Regions from separate parts of the Mus musculus genome. Here region 1 is linked to region 2. Evidence: chromatin contacts called from public Hi-C data. All regions are on one chromosome and are shown on one strand. The core of a region is the stretch at or near the end of the contact, and the rest is flanking DNA. Distances in the headings are between cores, read along the strand shown. Region 1 overlaps Nuf2 (NUF2, NDC80 kinetochore complex component). Region 2 has its middle 250 kb from the start of Lmx1a.

Region 1 (2,700 bases), core at 4-2,503, 1.6 Mb before region 2:
CTGATTATGCAGGTATTTTCTTCTAGTTTGTTGTTTGCCTTTTCAATTTTATACTTATCTTTAAAGAGCAAAATATCTTTCAGTTTTGAATATTTTGATTGATTTTCTTTAAAAATTGTATGTCTTACTAAGACTTCACTAGATCTACGTGGCTGAGATTTGCGTCCGAGTGCTTGGGGGGTATTGTCTTGTTTTGATTGTTTAATGTTTTAGTATTGTGTGCAGTGAGTCACTGTTCATATTTTCCCTTTTCATGGGAGTGGCACTACCTGTTGAGACGTCACCCTTTCCCCATGAACTTACTGTGACACTTTGTATAAAAAGGCATGACAGTGTGAGGCAGTCTTGCTTCAGACTTGGGACAGTGGATACCTGAGTTCTTTGCTAGTGTCAGTGCACAGGGATGCAGCCACTTTGGCAGTTTCTAGCAAAATGAAACCTGTTCCTACCGGATGATCCAGGAGTTGGGCTCCTTTGTATCTACCCAAAGGGGCCCCAACTGTTCACATAAAGACACACACAGCGATGTATGTAGCATAGTTTCTAAGTCTCAGAAACCATCATGGCTTTCGGTGCATCAGTATACAGACTACATCCCAGCAGTGGAATGTTAGGTAGTGTTAAATGGAAATGAGCTATCAATCCATGAGAAAGCATAGGTGCACATTGTAATGGAAAGGGGCCAATCTAAAAAGGCTCTGTAATCGTGTGATGTATAAGAGAGGGAAAACATCAGTAATTGTGAGCCTTCACAGAGGAGGAACAATTAACTAGAACGCAAGACCATTTTAGGATAGTAACCCCTCCGTGTTACTACAGTGGTGGTATGTGCCTGCCATTCTGCAGTTGTCACATCCCACAGACAGTACAGCAGCAGCGAGCACGTGTGTGTACATGCAGAGAGATAATGATGTGTTAGTGCACATTTTCTCTACGCCTTATTCCTAACAACAGTGCCACTCACACAGATGCTGGGAGAGAGGGTCTGACAGGTGGGATACTGGGAACTACCAAATCCTTACTCAGATTTTGCTATGGATGGAAAACTTCTGAAAAATAAAGATGTATGTCCTACACGAATTGGATGTTTTTCTGGGCTTGCTATTCACTAGGCTCTGCCTTAGTTCCGTCTGCATATCCAGTTTCCTAGAGCACTCATCTCGGTGTTTGTCTTTACACCATCCTTCCTGCCTTAGATTGAGACTTGAAATCAGGCAGATGGCACTCGTTCATCTGTTACTGTGCATCCAGGCAGGCTCTGTATCCCGATGTGGGAGCTGGGGAGGTGGAGCCTGTGCTGTGCTGCTTGCTTCTTTGTTGAGTTGCCCCTCTGTCACTTCCTCTGTGGTTTCTGATGCTCTCCTCTCTGGAGTAGACCTGCATGCCATACTGCGGAGGACACAGCATCGTAGCCTGCCGCTCTACTTGTTGGATCCAGTGTGCATTCACATGTGTTCTCTTGCACAGCATGCGTTTGCACGTTGTCACCGAGTAGGGCACACTGCACGCTTGGACCAGTTGGTTAGGAGCGTTCCTTCAGATTTTTTTTTGGTTGCTGTATTGAATGAGTAATGGAGATCTTAAAATCTTTTGTGAATTTATTACTTTCACTCTCACTCACTGCCTTTTAACTGGAGTGCTTAGCTCAGTTGTGTTAAATGTTATTGATATGCTTAAATTTACCTTTAATCTTTTTGTTTCTTTCTTACAATATTTATCTATTTCCACTTTCTTCATCTTGTTGTATTTTGACTACTGGATTTTTTTTTTTTTAAAAAATCTTTGAAAAAAGGTTTACTTATCGTGTGTGTGTGTCGGTATAGGAGTGTGGGCCTTTGTGTGTTCTGTATACCATGTGTATGCATAGTGCCCATGGAGGCCAGGAGAAGTTGTTGGATCCCTGGAGGTAGAGTTCCATGAGGTTGGGAGTACCACGTGGGTGCTGGGAACCTAACTCGGGTCGTCTGCAAGAGCAGCAAGTGCTCTTAGCTTCTGAGCCATCTCTCTGGCTATTCTTATATTCAGACTCTCACTGTGTATCTCAGGCTCTCCTAGAAACTGAAATACTCCGGCTTCAGCACCTTGAGTACTGGATTCCCAGTGTGTCCTGCCATGCCTGCATCACATTTAGTGTTAAACATCTCATTCTCTTAAGTATGGCAGTCTAGGTTAACAGCATTCTAGTGCCTGTAAGGTGTGCTAACATTGTTGAAAACAGTATCTACAAGGAAGACCAGTAATAAAAACCCTTGATACAAGAAGGGGAAATTTATTGCTGCATTATATTCTGGCTCCCTTATTCCTGAAAAGAAACCCACTCATATTCTTTGTCTTTATTCCATTTAGTGTGTCTGTCTTATTTTCTTGTCTTTGCTTTTAAATTTTATTATGACTTCCTAGCTACTTGAGTGAACTGTGGGCTTCTGGGAAATTTTGTGGTTGTTAGTTTTCCATACTGTTTATAGCTTTTGTAAGACTGAGACATTGCTCTCCTGTCAGATAAAAAATAGTTGTTCCTCCTTTTTGTGGGATTTCATCACAGACTTGGGATGCTTCTGATCTGCCTCTGCTCACAGGGGGCTGTCTGACTCCCCCTGCTGGCCTCTGCTCACAGGGGCTGTCGGACTCCCCCTGCTGGCCTCTGCTCACAGGGGGCTATCGGACTCCCCCTGCTGGCCTCTGCTCACAGGGGGCTATCGG
Region 2 (2,700 bases), core at 50-2,549:
GGGCCACTCTGGATGTGGTCCAAATGCCCTTGGCAAGAGTATGTCCAGGAAAAACAAACTCGACCACTATGTCGTCATCCAGTTTCCCCTGACTGCCAAGTCAGCCATGTCAGACAAAGACAATGACACACTTTGTTCGTCATAGGTGCCAAGGCCAATAAGCCCCAGGCTGGGAAGAAATTCTATGTTGGAATAACCAGAATCAATCAGGCTGGCGGGGAGAAGAAGGCACAAGTCCGTCTGACTCCTGATTATGGTCCTCTAGCTATTGCCAACAAATCTGGGAGCACTTAAATGGAGTTCCAGCTCCACTGAAATCCAGTTAAATCCCGCGGATAATTCTTTACTTAAAAAAACAAAGGTTTATTTTAATTATGTGGTGTCCACCTGTTTACACAATTGATCACAGGCACTCACAGAGGCCAGAAGAGGGCACTAGATTCCTGGAGCTGGGGTCACAGGTGGTTGATAGCTGGGGATTGAACTTGGGTCCTCTGTATGAGCAGGATGCAATAGTAACCACTGAAGTTTCTTTCCAGCCCCAAAGATAGACTTGTAGTTAGAGGTGCTAGGGATTGAACCCAGGGCCCCATGCACTGAGCTACACTCCAAACAGCTATTGATCTTAACTACACATTATTCACCATGAAAACAAACAAAACAAGACATCAAAGGGAGTAACTGAGGAAGCTACTGGACATTAACCTCTGACCTACACACACACACACACACACACACACACACACGGAATACATATATACATGACCAAACACATATACACATACACAAAATAGTTTTGCTCTGATAAATAAATGAATAAAAGCATCAATGCAGTTTCTCTTGCTTGGCCCTTTCTCCATGTTAATATTAATGCTGTGTTTTACGCTGGGGAGAAGACAGTGCTGTTTGTCCCAGAGCCGGTAACGCTGGTATGGCAAACTTCAACACAGTGTGGAGTACAGCTTTAATTCTCATTCTTCAAAATTCTGCTCCTCAGATTTTTACCAAAGCTAAAGCAGTCATTTTCCCCGCGCAACTGGCCACGTCTGAAGGCTTGGCATTGAACCTTAGGGAAAACAGACTCAGGGGCCGGCTCTGACCGTGAATACAGGAGACTAGTGCCTTGCCAACACACAGGCCAAAAAAAAAAAGGAGAAAAATACAATCCCTTGTGAGGATGTGGGGGAGATGCACACCTTTTACAACAATTTGTATCACTTTTGATTTAATGTGAGAGAAATGGAATTCTCTAGTAGCCACCCCTGACGTATTTGCATGAGATTCTTGCGCCATCCAGTGGATTTCTTGTGAAATTGCATCAATCGCTTGAGCCTTAAATGTCTCTTAACCACCCTGTGTCAGTCACATTCTACTCCTTTTTGCTATTTGTATTCAACATATTGTATCTATTTGTGTAATTTTGAAATAGTCAACAAAAGTACTTATTACAAAAAAAATACAAAGGAAGTGATTTTTAAAACAAAATAAAAATTTAAATTAGTCAATTAGATAAAGCAAGGCAATCTGTATTTAAGTATGTGAATATCCAGATCTGAGTATCCTAGAACATAAAGTTCCTTGACTCTAATGACAGATAAGCTAGAAAAAGGACAGGCATTAATGCACCAGTTGGGATGGTACCATTCAGAGGTGCTGGCCGAGCCGATAGATACATCATAGTGAGAATGCCAGAAGTCAGAGTGCATTTAATCCTAACTGCCAAATGTCACAGCTTAGCAACTGCCTGAGCATTGTCAGTTGTTTTTCCTCACGATGCTGCTGATGCTCTGGCTGACTGGGAGCTGCGGCTGACTGACACTGTCCAACCTGGAGACGGGGTCATGATGCCTGTCACTAGCCAAGGAATTGATCAAAAATTTGAAATGTGAAGCATGCTTTCTGCTGAATTCACATCACTTTTACAATGCTGTAAAGTTCAGCCCTCATACACGAGACATCATAAGTCAAGGACCATCTGTCCTGGTATTGAAGGTACGGCTGGTTTTGCTGCTGTGGGGCACTTGTTGTTGTTGCTGCTGCTGCTGTTGCTGTTATTTTGTTGTTGTCGTCCTTGTTGTTGCTACTGTTGGTGTTGTTGTTGTTGTTGCTGCTGTTGGTGTTATTGTTGTTGCTGCTGCTGTTGGTGTTATTGTTGTTGCTGCTGCTGCTGTTGTTATTTTTGTTGATGTTGCTATTGTTGCTGTTGTTGTTTTTGCTGCTGCTACTGTAGCTGTTGTCTTTATTGTTATGATTAAACATTGGCCAGGCTGCTCAGTGGGTAAAGATGCATGCAGCACAAACCTGCCAATCCTAGTTTGTGCCCTATATTCCATGTAAATAAAGATGGAAAGAGAAAACCAAACTGACCTCACGAAGTCGTCTTCTGACCTCTGCGTGTTCAACACACAATAATAATGATGATGACGACGGTGATGGCCATGATGTTTTAAAAATGAAACAGTAAAAAATATCCGGTAAAGCAAAGAATTGTTTCTAGGTTCGTTGAACACTGACCTTTCGCAAAAAAAGGCATTCATGAACAAAGTTGGTGGGGACAGAACGGGGTCTCCTGAACTGCTCACTGCATCTTAGGATATCTACCAGCCTAGCCACACGAAGCCTAGCCACAGAAGCTAACAGGAAACAAAACATCACAAGTTCCTGAAGATCCCAGAGGACAGAACCTGGCAGATTCCCCGG

The links. Hi-C and Micro-C count contacts between places; a contact is called where the count stands out from the background.
Region 1: a Hi-C map of cortical neurons shows a contact between it and region 2. The contact joins two enhancer-like sites.

What each region holds. Positions count from the first base shown.
Region 1 is chr1:169,518,159-169,520,858 of GRCm38.p6, reverse strand. The region is part of intron 6 of Nuf2 (NUF2, NDC80 kinetochore complex component); the gene reads left to right. Among named protein-coding and RNA genes, the nearest start is that of Nuf2, 12 kb to the left of the region's middle. Within about 2 kb of position 1,253, at least 22 of the 459 cell types and tissues checked have an H3K27ac peak or open chromatin away from gene starts, as enhancers often do. A contact at or near this core is called in cortical neurons, where this site is marked.
Region 2 is chr1:167,940,725-167,943,424 of GRCm38.p6, reverse strand. No RefSeq gene overlaps it. Among named protein-coding and RNA genes, the nearest start is that of Lmx1a, 250 kb to the right of the region's middle. Within about 2 kb of position 1,299, at least 21 of the 459 cell types and tissues checked have an H3K27ac peak or open chromatin away from gene starts, as enhancers often do. A contact at or near this core is called in cortical neurons, where this site is marked.